2 separate regions of the Sus scrofa genome follow, and region 2 is linked to region 1. The links are chromatin contacts, called in public HiChIP or PLAC-seq maps. All regions are on one chromosome and are shown on one strand. The core of a region is the stretch at or near the end of the contact, and the rest is flanking DNA. Distances in the headings are between cores, read along the strand shown. Region 1 has its middle 84 kb from the start of TNFAIP3. Region 2 has its middle 54 kb from the start of TNFAIP3.

Evidence for each region. HiChIP or PLAC-seq counts read pairs in DNA pulled down with a chosen protein or histone mark.
Region 2: a contact with region 1 is called in an H3K27ac HiChIP or PLAC-seq map of alveolar macrophages. The contact joins two enhancer-like sites. A contact is called at or near these places in 1 of 47 Hi-C or Micro-C datasets (fibroblasts) and 1 of 2 datasets of contacts at active chromatin or transcription factors (alveolar macrophages).

What each region holds. Positions count from the first base shown.
Region 1 is chr1:26,397,532-26,405,249 of Sscrofa11.1, forward strand. No RefSeq gene overlaps it. Among named protein-coding and RNA genes, the nearest start is that of TNFAIP3, 84 kb to the right of the region's middle. Within about 2 kb of position 4,095, at least 5 of the 83 cell types and tissues checked have an H3K27ac peak or open chromatin away from gene starts, as enhancers often do. A contact at or near this core is called in alveolar macrophages, where this site is marked.
Region 2 is chr1:26,536,286-26,544,003 of Sscrofa11.1, forward strand. No RefSeq gene overlaps it. Among named protein-coding and RNA genes, the nearest start is that of TNFAIP3, 54 kb to the left of the region's middle. Within about 2 kb of position 2,841, at least 11 of the 83 cell types and tissues checked have an H3K27ac peak or open chromatin away from gene starts, as enhancers often do. A contact at or near this core is called in alveolar macrophages, where this site is marked.

The DNA.
Region 1 (7,718 bases), core at 2,845-5,344:
GGCGTCTAATGTCCTTAGGTGGTAGACTGTCCGAAAGGCATAGAAATTACAGAACACATTGCTGTAGACTAGAGGGATGGGAGACATTTTTAGGGTGTGATGGGTTTTGACTGGCATGTCGTTAAAGAATGGAAGATTAGAGAGATGGATTAGAGAGACTGGCAAGGGTGGGTGCCTTTCCATAAAAGGGCATCTTCTGAGGACCAGGAAGACTGGGTAGGGGTGTTGAGAGCATAGGGAACAGACGGCTAAACAAAGTGGAAGATCCACGCTGAAGACAGAGATGGTAATCCAGGCTGGCAACGAGTGACAGAGGGCCCGGAATGTAATCCGGAAGTAACAAACTGGCGGGCTAAAATAATGGATTTCGTTCAGAGTTGTGAAAGTTGAGAAATTTGGGAAAAAACTGGATTTCTAACGTTCTTGAATGTGATAAGAATGTGCCGACATTCCTGTGTGTCCACACTTGGATCAAGCCAAGGAGGGGGTGCTGGCTTTAATGGGGTCTGGACTCTCCCGTTCCCCCAAATCCACACCGTGCCCATTCTGTTACCCTCCTCTTGCTTCACTTACTTGTCTGCTTAGCCCCTTAAGCAGTGGGATTTGCACCTGAATTTAGAAAAGAGTGTTTTCAAAATTTAATCTGATGGAACCAATTAAAAATGGACTCTTTCTTCTTAGAGTCCACTAGAAATGGGAGACAAGAGCTAAAGTTGCATTTGCCATATTTCCATATACCCCCAGTTGTTATGATTATTATTTTCGCTTTTTAGGGCCACACCCGCAGCCTAGGGAGGTTCCCAGGCTAGGGGTCTAATCCCGTTCTTTAGAGAAATGATACTCTTGATTAGTCCATGCTTTAAAAATCATCTATCTCATTCATTCTGTCTATCCTGACTGTGGCTCATAGGATGCTTAGTCTACTTAACATACTTCAGGGGTTTTACCCACCCCCGTTGCCTCTCTTATCTTTCGGAGCAGAACCGAACATTCTCAGATGCAAACACAGGTGAGGTGGAGGAGTTAGCCGGGAGGCCAGCAGAGGGAAGAGCACCCTGGGCAGAGGGAAGGCAAAGGTGACCCCTGGCGGCTGTGTGCCCAGAATGGCAGGAACAGGGTGGCTGGCTGGAGCGAGCAGGTGCGGGAGACTGACAGGGGAGGAGGTCAGATCCTGCTGGGCCTGATGGCCCCTGGGAGCATTTTGCCTGCGCTACTCACCCAGGTCTCTCCTTTTGTGAATGACACGGTCAACCTTTATCTTGTTCCATCCCCTAGGACTTACCCTTTACTCTCACCGTGGGGCGGGCAGGGGGGGAATCACAGTAGTGCAGTGTCATGGAAGCCGGCGAGAGTTTCAAAAAGAGGTCAACTGTGTCTGTCAGCCGCCGCTGAAGTGACTTTGATAAACACTAGACTCTGGGGGTTGATGCGAACGAGGTGGCAGCAAAGGCCATTTGAATTAGCAATAAAGATGTCATTGGTGACCTTCAAGGGACAGGTTTCGATGAAGCCGTCAGGGCAGAGGCTGAGTGCATGGTTACAGAGGAAGCGTGTGGGGAGGAAAGGGATGCACTGCTTCCTCAGGCCTGGTGACCTTTGTGCCTCTTGGTTGCTGAGAAGAGAAAGCGCCCCCTCCTCTGAGGACTGCGGCCCAAGCATCAAGCACTTCCCAGCAGAGCCCCACAACCTCAGTTCCCATGTATCAGGCTGCTGATTAAAGTATTTCCAGCAACGTTACCAGATTCTTTGAAAGGCCTCTGAGGTTGCTCACTCAAGTAAATCCTTTTACTCACTCTTTTTTTTTTTTTTTCATATGAGTGTAGGGAAAGATGAAATTAACAATTCTCTCTGCTAATAGATCATTTTTAGCATTTAAAGAAAGGTCTGTCATTTCAGTTCCAAAGTTTATCTGCACTTTTATCCCTCCCTCCATCCCTCTACCCATCCTTTTTTTTTTTTTTTTTTTTTTTTTTTTTAAATGGCCACTCCAGTAGCACATGGAAGTTCCCAAGTTAGGGGTTGAATCAGAGCTGTAGCTACCAGCCTACGCCACAGCCACAGCAACGCCAGATCTGAGCTGCATCTGTGACCTACACCACAGCTCATGGCAATGCCGGATCCTTAACCCGCTGAGTGAGGCCAGGGATCAAACCCGCATCTTCACGAACACTAAGTCAGCTTCTTAACCCATTGAGCCACAATGGGAACTCCCACCCTCTCCTTGATAGCCATCTTCTGTGAAAGATGGGCTCTCCTTTTCTACAAATTTACTCTGTCTGCCCACTCTGGATTCTCCCCCAGGTCCCAAGGCTCTCCTCTCCTTCTCCTCCCTCTCCCTAGGCAACTTGCGGACCAGTGACTCCCTTTGTGTTTCAGATCTCTAATCTCTGTCTTTCTTGAATAAATCCAACTGGTTTCTGTCTTTCTATCTTCAAAAATCACACCTCTCCCCACCCCTGTCCATCTGTGGTTATCAGCCCAGGTCTCTTATTTGCTGAGAACCAAGTTCCTTGATCGCCACGTCTGCACAAGCTTGTGTCCATCCTTGTCTCTCTGCTGAAAGTGATGTCCCCAAGGCCCAACCACCCCATGTCATCTCCTAATACCCTCGCCTTTTTATTATATTTGACACTGTAATTGCCTCTGCTCCTTTCCGTCTTCCTCAGCACACTCAGTTCCCTGAGAGCAAGGTGATTTCCTGGTGTCCTCTGTCCCCAGCATCTAGACCATGCTATGGCAGCTTAGACCTCCAATATTTGTCAAATGAATGACTCAATGAATGAATGAGTCCTGTCCATGACCTCTTTTACCTGTGACTCCCTTAACCTCGTCCTCCTTTTAAAAAGCAGTCCCTCTATTAGCTGCTCAGATCATGTTCTCTCTGGTTTTCCTTCTAACCCTCTGTCAATTGTTTTGTGGCTTCTTATCTTTAAATGATGCAGTTTCCTAGGGGTCTGTCATTGTTTTTCTTTTCTTAGCATCATTTATTTTACCAGCAACTTTAATGACAACCTTACCGCCACCTCCAGCCCGCACCTTGTTCTGGTTCTTCAGACCTAGCTGCCTACTAACCATCTTCATTGAACCATCTCGTGGGGACCTCAAGTATGTAAATTGAAACACCAAACTCACCTCTTATTTTGGTGAGTGGTATAGTTATCTATTTAGTCACCATAGCTAGAGATTTGGGAATTTTCCTAAATATCTCTTTTCCCCTATCATTTAATCAGATATTTATTCCTTTAGACCAGTCTTCTAAAGGATGTATCTGAAATGTATTTTCTGCCTCTCCATTTCTGTTGTCACAGTCTGGGTGTTGTGGATGAGATAAGAGGTTGGGACACACACACACACACACCTGTGTCAGAGTGTATGCATAGAGAGATAAGATTAGAGTCAGGACATTGCAAATGCGAGGTTCCAGGCCTTCTAGCTGTTGGTTAGACAAAGCTGGTGGCCTCCGCCCTGCCAGCAGAGAGAAGAAATTGGGGAGGGAGCGCTGAAAAATAGGATACAGCTCATGATGACAGTTTCCCTCCCAAACCTCCCACTCCCATCTGAAAAAACTCTTCCTTCAAATGGCATAAAATAAAAGAGAAAAAAAAAGTGATAAAAAGGAACTAAAAGATATTTTGATTGGGGTAATTCCAACCACATATTTCAAAATCACTGGTTAACTTCCCTCTCTCTATTTCACTGTACTGAGTATCCCTCCACAAGCCTTGTCATTTCAGAATTGGAGTATGGTGCCTTTTCTCCGCATTATTTTAATACACGGTCATCAAATCTTTGACAACCCCAGGCACTGACTATATGGCAGAAGCATGAAACTAGGACAGCAGAGTGATGGTGGGGACAGAGCTGGGACAGCAGAGTGACGGTGGGGACAGAGCTGGGATAGCAGAGTAGTTGAGGGGGACAGAGCTAGGACAGCAGAGTGACGGTGGGAACAGAGCTGGGACAGCAGAGTGATAAGGGGGACAGAGCAGGATGCAGGGATAGTTTCCCTTTTTTCCTGGACTCAGAGGTGGCCCCTGGTCCTTTAGTGCAGCATTATCTGTGACAGTTTGACTTGCTTATGGTGATAATACTTTATTACTGCTCTCATTCCAATTCTGGGGAGTGGCCTGGGAAGGTGTTGCTGCTAATCATAGGGAGGGGGACGTGTCAGATAACATTAGTGAGTTTGGACTTTCATATTGAAGGCAAGAGGAAACAACCCAAGGATTTTAAGCAGGAAAATGATCAGATCATATTTAAGCACAATTTTAGAAACAATGATATAAATACCCACTATTTATTACAGCTGATTATATACCAGACACCATGCCACATGCTTTACAGGGGTTCTCTTATTTGATTTCTTTTGGGGGGTCTTTTTTTAGTTTTTTTAGGGCCACACCTGTGGCATATGGAGGTTCCTAGGCTAGGGGTCCTATGGGAGCTATAGCCGCCAACCCACGCCAGAACCACAGCAACGCCAGATGCAAGCTGCGTCTGCGACCTATACCACAGCTCACGGCAACACCAGATCCCCAACCCACTGAGCGAGCAGGGATCGAACCCGCAACCTTATGTTTCCTCATCAGATTTGTTTCCACTGCACCATGATGGGAACTCCTTATTTGATTTCTAAAGCAGCTCCATGAAATAAGTTCTTTTAATTTTCCTTTTTTTTTTTTTTTTTTTTTTTTTCAGATTCTGGAGCAAAGGCCCAGAGAAGCATTTGTCCAGCTCCTCACAGACAGATTGGAGCTGGGCTGCAATCCCAAGTTCCCTGGACCCGAGTCTATTTTATCCATCACTCATCCAGAATCATGACAAAGGAAATCTCTAAGAATGCATTGCTGGGCTAGGTTGTTTTTGTCTCATGTGATTCCCCCCATCCTTCCTAGGCTCATTTTCCCTCACTGGCCTGTGTTTAATACGTATGACTGTCAGAACCACCTATTCCAGGTTCTCTTGCTTCTGAGCCTAGGCACACACTAGTGCCTCTCAGGAAGGTCCCTCCCCTCTCCACAATGGTGGCCACCCTCACTCCTAGCCCTTCTAGATTGCTCCGTCACCACCTCTTCCAGCCCATCCTCTGACTATTCCTTCCTATTAACTGGCCCAGTCCTGAGGGTTAACATTGGTATCCATCCTCTTCCATCATTAATCTTCCAACATCTTTTTTTTTCTTTGGAGGTGGGGCTGCATCTGCAGCATATGGAAGTTCCCAGGACAGGGGTCAAATCAGAGCTGTAGCTGCTGGCCTATGTCACAGCCACAGCCATGCCAGGTCTGAGCCATATCTGCAACCTACACCACAGCCACAGCAACACTGGATCCTTACCCCATTGAGAGAGGCCAGAGATCAAACCCCGATCCTCATGGATACTAGACAGGTTCATTACTGCTGAGCCACAAAGGAACTCCATCTTCCAACATCTTTACTTTGGCCCCTCAAAGTTATTTGAAAGACTATGTATTTTTCACTTTGATCTTCTAAAATTTTTCATCATAAGCTAAAGTAAAGGACGTAACTTCTCACATACTGTAAACAATAGACTTTGAAAATGTCACTTTAAAAAATGTATTCAAATGGAAAGCAAGTACCATAGCATCTGACATTCATCATCATGCTTTTTCAGATTGTGTTATTCTAGGCACTGCAGATCAAGCTCATGCAACAAGGAAGCATAAGAGGAGATTTTAGGAAGTGAATAGAAATAGTTCACTTCCTCACCTGTTAGGAGAGGAAGAAAAAAAAAATGGCTCAGGCTATACTTTTGGAGCTTAGAAGCTCCAGTGGCAAAGGAGGACTCAGATAGGGGAAAATGAACTTAGAAAAGATTCTGATGCAGGATGAGCAGGAGTGTCTATTTTAGAGCCATGTGTGCTACAGGAATTGGGTGAGATTATTATAATAAAGTGTTGAATTCACTGGATGAGCATGACCCATATTTTGGGACCCCCCCACCACAGACATGTAAAGAAGTGCCCATGCTACTCAGCTTTTAAGGTGGAGAAAAAATCTGATTACTTCTCAGTTGTGGCTACAACCATCTTTTTCGAGAGGTAATATGTACAGCAGACAGAGAAAGGGCTTTGGAGTCTAAGAAATTTGAATTTGAATTCAAGACCTACCGTTTTAGTAACTGTGGGAACACAGGCAGCCACTCAATCTTTCTGAGTTTTGGTTTCCTCATCTGTGGAATGTCCTAACCTGGGATTATCACCAAAGGCTCAAATTCCCAGAAGAAAGCCCAGCTTGGATCAGGTGTTCTTATGGCCAGAGAGCCCTGAGCTGATGGCGGGGAGAAGCGATCCCGGCTTCACATCCTGGATTGTGGTGCCTTCTGGGGTGTGCATCCTTGGATGGGGCATACCTGCTGGGGAGAAAAACACAGGTGAGATAATGATGAAGCTAGTGATCCAGTCCAGGGAGTTTTGGTGAGGCATCATTAGCATCTGTGTGGGGATGAATATTTGTTTCCAGGTCTCTTCCCTACCTGTCCTAACACCAGAACAAATGCCCAGGTATTCCTTTAGCAATTATCTTAGATTCATCTCATGCATAGACAAATATGCACTGTGAATTGCAAGGGTGCCAAATGGCCCCTTGCTCTACCATCTCTTCCTGAGATGCCCCAATGCTTGCCGTTTGGTTAGAATGATTGTTTTGGGTCACATGGCGTGTGTCCAGAAGGCCACAGAGTGCGAAGAGGTAACACCCTCAGACATTTATATGTTACCAGGACTAGCTCATCTTTCACGTGGGTGGCTTTCAACGAGCTGCGAGTTAGATCCCCAAGTAAGTGAGTGGCAGGAGAAGTAGAATTTGCTAGAAACAAGGGGTAAGAAAACATTGAAGCTTGAAACATGAAGCCCTGGAGGAAGATTGGTCCTGAGGCCTTAAGGCAGGGCCGTGTCTCTGGAAGGTCTCCAGGGAGCATGGACAGGGTTTCTCTGGTCATAGAAACTTGAGAAATGGTAGACAAAGGAAGGTTATCTATTCCTGAAATTCCTCTCAGGTTCTTATTTATGCTCTCAGGGCTGTAAATCATGACAAAAATATCAATAATAATATCAACAATAAAAATGATAATAATAGCTAAAAACTTTTGAGAATTTGCTTCAAGTACTATAATGTGTGATTTACATGTGGTAGGTAGTTCACTGAATCCTCACAACCCTCCAAACCAGTGCTGTTCTCATAGATATTGTTCTACAGATAAAGAAGCTGAGGTATAGAGGAAGTTAAGGAACTGTGTTGAGCATAACCAGCAAAGCTGCGGCACTGAATTCTCACTGGAAATCTTACTTTGACTCCAGCATAAAAACCCTTGACCATTAGAGTGGGGTTATGTCTGGGGTGGAAGGTGAAGTTCTAAAGCAGAGGTTGGCCACTGTTTGGGGGTGAAGGGCCAGCTCATAAGTTTTCTGGCTTTGTGGGCTGTCTGTCCCCATTCCTCAGCTCTTGTTGTAACATAAAAGCAGCCATAAACAATAAGTCAACAAAGGGGTGACATATAAACCATAAAACTGTATTTGTAGGAACAGGAGAATGGCCTGTTCTAAAGATACTTTAAAAAGTCAAGAATAGTCTATTGTCAAAATGACCCTTCAAATAGCAATAGTTGCTTGTGAGGAGGGAAAACCACCCTCAAACAATACAGCTGGACCCATGGAAGCATAATGGCAGAGAATGTTTTTATTTCTCTTTGCATTTCAGG
Region 2 (7,718 bases), core at 1,591-4,090, 140 kb after region 1:
CCAATCCTTGGCTGGGGATCCTTTCAGGAAAATCCAGGATGCGCTGAAGTGTGGTAGGTGACTCAGGTAGTGGAATTCTGCCTTTGACTCAGGACAGAATTTTAGCTTTTCCCTGGTTTGGGGGGTTTAGTCATATTTAAGGACCCATAAAAATTTTTTTACAGAATATGTTATCCTGAAATGTAGTTTCATTTTAATTGAAAGAGTCATAAACTCTTTCCTTAAGATTCCACTTCAAGTTTAGTTGAAGATGTCATTATTTATTTCCTTTTTAAGAAGAAAAGATTCAGCTTTAGAGAACGATCATCAAATTTCCATCTGAGATTCAGAAACAACTAAGATGTCCAAATCCCATGACAGAAGTTTTAGGGTATTTCTAAATGAGAGTTAGTGAAGTGAAGTTATTAGAGAAGTTCAATCTAAATAATTGGTAAATCTTCTCCTTAATAAAATTTTGAACTTTCCAATTCAATTCAGTAGTACTAGATCCCAAATCTGTATTACTGAAATGTATTAACTTTTATGAAATAGATATTTGGGGAGTGCCCACATATCACTAGACCTTACTGGAAGGAATACAGAAACTTGAAATTTTTTATTTAAACAGGATATATAAACATACCTATAATTACAGATCAGAATTTCTCCAAAACAGGATGCTAAGAATAACTTCAATGAATGCTCTAAAAATATAACCTTGACCTGCACACATGCTTTTCTCTCTGGGCTTAGAGATACTAATCTACCATACTAATGGCTACATTTATTTCGACAACATAAGTCTATAGTATCATTTATCTGGAAAGGATGGGATAAATAAGTATTTACATATACACATGACATTATAGAGCTAATAGATGACTTCCCAAATGACCCATAAATTCTTGTATTGGGTGAGAATTATTATTTTCGTCTTCAGCCAACATTTGTACCAATGCTGATGACCTCACTGGCATTATTACATGGAAGTGTGTAGAGTCTGTCTGAGTGACATATCATGTTCTTTGGTTCTGTAGCCGAGGTAGAAAATTACCTCTAATATCTAGCTTTCCTCAGTGATGGATGGACTTTGGTCTGGATCCATGGTTATGCAGAAAGAGATGGCATTTCTTAGCCTCTCTTGCAGATAAATGTGTCCAAGTTATGAACTTCTAACTGATGGGATAACATGAGGAAGTGCCTTGTGGGTGATAGTTTCTGGGAACTTTACGGACGAATGACATGTGCACCCGAGCCTCTTAATCTTCCTTCCCCTCTCTACTTGCAATATGGGTCTGATATAATATAGGTCTTGGACCAGAAATTGAAGGCCAGAGCTTTGGGACAACAGAAGAGAAATATGAAAGGGTCCCTTACATAATTGGGGAACAAAGCTCCCATGCCAGACCTAGGTTGCTACCTCTAGACTTTTTTACAAGAGGAAAATAGACTTCCATCCTTTTTCAGACCATTTGTTAATTTATAGCCAATTTCCATTACTCATCACTTATACTTTGATGGGCATTAGCCTGATTTTCCTTGATAAAAATAATGACACATTTTTTTCTGAAGTTGATATCAGGCTATATGATCAGATGTATGGTCCAGTAAATGAACCAGAGAGTTTCAAATTGAGATGACATTGAAAAAACTCAGAATGGAAGCTTGCCATCTGTTTCTATTACACATATGTCAATAGTTGGGCTGGTGGTGCTTTGGTTACAATGGTTACAGGTAATTTAGTTATTAGTGATACTGAAACGAGTAGAATGCTAATGGAACATTCTACTATGAGAGGCTTATAGCTCTTTTCTCAGCTTTGCCATGTCAGGGTCGGTGACTCTCCCTGATTTAAGACTCAAGAGGGCTTGGGCTGACCAGCTACTCCCCACCCCTCAACAAATAAATATATGATCATAACTAAGAGTTCCTTCTTCTACTCCCAGCTCTAATTTACCTGTTCATCCCCTGCCCCCCCATCATTCTCATGCCAACAATCTGGAAAGGGGGAGAAAACAAAATCAAACAAAAATCTGAGGCAATATCCTGACATCCCTAATCAGCCACACCTCTGGATAAATCAGAGGTGATGACAATGTAACTGGATTGTTGTGTCACTGGCTGAATTGCATTTTAAATTCATTTACAGTTAACGAGTGCATCACAACAACATTTTGTTGCTCTTTTCAAAAGCATCAGATAAGATAGCTTAGTGTCACTGTTCCCTTATCCTCTTTGAATGAGGACTTTAAACTTCCAAGTAGCTAAATAACATGCAAGATATTTGCAGTAGGCGGAAGTGGTCTCCAAACTCCCCTGACTTCCTTCAGGTGGCTTATTCTTGAGCCCCCAGCTTCTTTATGATTTCGCTTGCATGGCGACCCCAATCCAGGAAGTTTTCTCCTTTGTATTTCATATCTACCCTATCTACCCTCATAGCTCCTTTCCTGTGATTTTGAAATTTCTTTTAAATCCTACTTGCATCATATTGAATCCCAGAACTAGCACTTCTGTCATTGCCATTTGCCTCACTGAAGACATCCCCGAAATGTGGCTCAAAGGAAGGACCCCTTGGGAAAAAGGGGTTGCCCAGATAAATGATTCATTCACTACAGAGATGGATTTTTCAAAATGTCATTTTCATTCTGGAAAGGAGGAAACTGGTTTTCCTGTCTTTTGAAGCATCATCACAAAGCCAGGAGCTGGAGGGCAAAGAGCTTATAACATGAGGTTTAAATGAACAGGGGAAAAACTGAGCCCCCTAAGCAGGGGAGGAGGGTGGTCTGATAGCTCAGATCCATCCTTCTTTTCCCCCAGTGGTGAAGATGCAGAAGCTGCCCAACTAACGTGCAGCAGTGATGTGACTCACGGTCGGCTGACGGGGCAGGAAGTCACCTCAAGCTACACTGACAGACGGGAAAGTCCGGAGTAGATTGAATGTACTTTTTAAGAAAAGGAAATAAAGCCAGCACTTTGTAGATGATGGGCTATGTCACAAGGTTAGAGAGTCGGATTACACTTGGTGGGTCTGTGCAAGGCAGTGGTCTGGGAATGCATTGATCTGCATATAAAGACATTCCTATGATATTTGCAGGCTATGCATGTTTGTTTGGGTCCTTAAATACAGAACAGCACTCTTGTTGGAAGAATGAAATCAACCAATCTTCATTAGGCTGAATTAAATAATAAATTCATTGCTGGGGTCTCAGAGGGAAATTGTGAAGCGGGTATCTTCCCTCTCAGTGTGGTTGCTTATTGTCTGGAGTTCTTCTCTTGTCCCAGGGGTTCAGGGATTTCCTGGGGCCACTTTTCTTTTAAAGAAGAGGAAGTGAACTCTTTCAGCCAATCAACAAATCTGGAAGTCTATCTATCTATCTATCTATCTATCTATCTATCTATCTATCTATCTATCTATCCATCCATCCATCCATCCATCCATCCATCCATCTATCTATCTATCTATCTATCTATCTATCTATCTATCTATCTATCTATCCATCCATCTATCTATGGTCCTGTGGTGTGCCAAGGATTCTGTAAGGGAGTATGAAAGGGCTGGATAGGAAAAGATCCTTGAGGAACTCCATCTAACTGGGACAACAAGATGTAAACATATTGAAAGATTAGTAACAGGAAAAGAGTGTTTCAAGGAAGAGTTTAATGGCTTACCAAAAGGCTATGTCAAGGGAACAGATGTGCAGTGGGTGGCCAGAGAAAGGCCAGGTCAGTGTGGACATGGCTGATCAGGGAAGTGTTTGTGCAAAGTGAGGATCTGGAACTATACTCCACATTAAAGAGGACAGAGTCCATTCTAAATCAGCAGCAAAGATCAAATCGATTATCCCAGGAATGGAAGTAGCCAAGGTAGATATTTGAGCAGAATGGTAGTACAGATATGAGAGTCTAAAAATGTGTTAGTTTTTGTTCAGAAAGATTGCTGAACAGCGAAGCCTCTGTTTCTTCATCTGTAGAATGGGTGGAATAAATGCCCTACCTGACATCCAGATTAAGTGAAATAATATGAATCATGTCGCAAACCATAACCCACATAATAATCCTATGTTGTTGTTAGTTGTGATATATTAGGACTTTAGGAATATAGCTTTGCATGTAGAGAAACTGCTTAATTTTAAGACTGAAGTGGTAACATCCATTCATCTTGAATAAGGCAATAAACCCTTTCTCACCACTTCTATTCAACATAGCATTGGGGAGTTCCTGTCGTGGAGCAGTGGAAACGACTAGGAACCATGAGGTCGTGGGTTCAATTCCTGGTCTTCCTCAGTGGGTTAAGGATCCGGCATTGCCATGAGCTGTTGTATAGGTCACAGACGTGGCTTGGATCTGGCATTGTTGTGGCTGTGGCATAGGCCAACAGCTGTAGCTGTGATTCGACCCCCAGCCTGGGAACCTCCATATGCCGCGGGTATGGCTCTTTAAAAGACAAAAGACAAAAAATCAACCAAACAAACAGCATAGTATTGGAAGCCTTAGCCAAAGCAGTCAGACAAAAAAAGAAATAAAACATAGCCAAACTGGAAGGGATGTCCCGTGGCCCACCTGATGTCCAGTGGGTGGGCCACGGGACATCGGCAGGGGGTGGCAGCTCAATATCTGAGGTGCATGCTCATTGTAGGCAGATGACTTGATACACTTAGAGTGTGTTTATCTAGCATCTATTCAGAGGTTAAGAAGAAGAGTTGGAGATGGGAGAAACTGCATATGAAATCATAACATGCTGGTGATCAGTAAGAACATGCATAAGCTTGGATTGGGGTCCTGTTAGAAGCAAGGGAAGACATTCATTTTGTAATACTATCATTAATACAGGTATCATCTTTCTAAGGATCTTTCCATTTTCCCTGTCCATGAAGATATTTTGTTCAAAATATCACAAATGAACATTACATTTTAATTTTGTGCTTAACAGAACTAGCACATTGCAGGTATGTGGTAAGAACCCAGGGCATAGTGATCGAAGGCTTTTCCTAGATTTAAGATGCAACCCTAAGATGCATTGCTTCTAATGTGGGGAGTGAGAAGCATTTGTTTCCTCTTAACCTTGATGGAAAAATGCTTAATGTATTTGTAGTGGCATTACAATTCACACACTCTGAATCACATCTGCAGAAATAAAGAAACGCATCCTTCTTTAGTTCCCTTCAGTGAGCTCATCTTGCTTGGAGCCCCTGTTGATGACAGAGTAGATGTGTTTTCCTTGACAATTTCCATTCTTTCCAGGCTAAAAATTTCTTTAGGGGTAAATATTGCATCATTCCAAAGCTTAAATCCTCTCATAGGGCAGTTTCTGCCCTGTCAAGAAGTTCCGCCTCTCTCTTTCCTTGTTCTAGACTAGAGGACTGTGTGCTAGGCCAAGGGAGGGGACACCTCTGGTCCCCAATGCCCTCTGCAGCCCCTAGGCTTGTGCAGATGACCTCCAGCTGGCTCCCTGGGGCTTTTGCTGTTCACAGCCAGCATGCACCTCAGATATTGAGCTGCCACCCCCTGCCGATGTCCAGTGGCCCACCCGCATGGTCTCCGTGGGTCTGTGCATTCTGCACTCTGTCCCCAAGCCTCATCTAGTCAGATGGTCTCCGCGGTGCCTGTATCCCTCCTTCTTCCCAGTCCCCTCCTCTCTTTGCCATCTTAGTGCCACGCTGCAGTGTGTGAGTCCCCAGGGACCTGTGGTGGCCCCAGGTCCACCCCCTGACGAGAGTGCTGGAAATCCATGAGAGGCTGGCTGTTTTCCCCGCTCCCGTTATGTTTACAGATTCCCCCCAAACCTCTCTGATTGCCCCAGGCCCAGGTCTGGCCTTGGCCCTTCTCCCATGTCTTTCATTCAGCATCTTTCTGCAGCTCAGGATGGCTGTCATGGGGACTTAGTGATTAATCTCTTCCTGGGGCTAAGAACTGCCTTTCTCTCCTTTCTGCCCTAGAACCAGCCCCCGACATCCAGCTCATCAGGCCACACGGTTACTTTTAGCCTTTTTTTTTTTTTTTCTGTCCCCCCCCCCCCCCCTCAGCAAGGCTGAACTTTTGCAAAACAGCAGTTTTTGTTTTAAGGCTTTTGTCTAACTATAATCTTTTATGACCTCGTTTTTAAACAAAGAGTGGTGATGGCTCTTGTTCTCATTGAATTCTGGCCCTGGGTCCAAGGGGTAGCAACTTCCAGAAAAATTGGGGAAAATGAATCACCAGAAACAAAAAGGTATTGACTTAATGTCTCAAAAATTTTTATCCCTGTCACAGATAGTTGAGGTGTTCTAGTCTTTGTAAGGCTGCCCTGAAGTGGTGGATAGGGACGTCAGTTCCCTGCCTGGGAGGGGCTCAATCATTCACTTAGCAACACAAAAGTTCCCAGATTGAGTCATTCCCAAAATATTTGTTGAGCAGCTACTTCATTCTAAACATGGGAGAAGCAGACCATGTTTTTAACAACTGTTTGGTAAACATGCTACAAGTAAACCATGCAGTGTAAAGATTAATGGAATAGGAATAAAGGCAGAATTTTAGGGGCCACAAGCAATGGAAAACCTCAGAAAAGGAGTGAAGTAGGGCCTTGTCAAAACAGGGTGTCACGGTTCAAAGCCAAGGGTGGACACTCTGGGAACTAGAGAGAAATGCTTTTCAGGGACCAGAGCTGAGTCTAAAAGGCTCTGGGGCAACAGCAGAATTTGGATGAACATTTGCAATAAGAGCAAGGCTCCAGAGGTCTAGCCCAGGAGGGAAGGGTGGGATGGTTTGCAAGGAGGGACCTTGTTGGTTTTTTTCCTGTATATTTTATCTATGTTTTTATTTATTTATTTTATTTTTATTTTTTCCTTTTTTAGGGCTGCACCTACGGCATATGGAGGTTCTCAGGCTAGGGGCTAATTGGAGTTATAGCTGCCAGCCTATGCCACAGCCACAGCAATGCCAGATCCCAGCTGGGTCTGCAGCCCATACCACAGCTCACAGCAACGTTGAATCCTTAACCCACTGAGAGAGGCCAGGGATCGAACTCGCAACATTATGGTTCCTAGTTGGATTTGTTTCCACTGTGCAACGACCGGAACTCCTATTTATTTATTTTTAATTGCTATATCAGTTATTTTTATATATTATAGCTGTATAAATATTTATATGAATATATAATATTTATGTTTTTTATGTATTATTGTATAATATATAAATATATATGTAATGTATTCATATACCACATCTTCTTTATCCATTCATCTGTTGATGACACAAAGATCAATGAAACAGGATAGAGAGCCCAGAAATAAACCTGCTCAATTACGGTCAACTAATCTATGATGAAGGAGGCAAGAATAAACAATGGAGAAAAGACAATCTTTTCAATTAAGTGGTGCTGGGAAAACTGGACAGCTACATGTAAAGGAATGGAATTAGAACATTCTCTAACACCATATGCAAAAGTAAACTCAAAATGGATTAAAGACGTAAATGTAAGACCAGATACCATAAAACTCCTAGAAGAAAGCATAGGCAGAACATTCTTTGACGTAAATCACCACAATATTTTTTTGGATTCCTCTCCTAGAGTAATGAGAATAAAAGCAAAAATAAACAAACAGGACTTAATTAAACTTAAAGGCTTTTGCAAAGCAAAAAAAAAAAAAAAAAAAATTGACAAAAGGAAAAGACAACCTATTCAATGGGAGAAAATATCTGTGAATGATTTGCCCCATAAGGGATTAGTATCCAACATATATAAATAGCTCATACAATCCAAC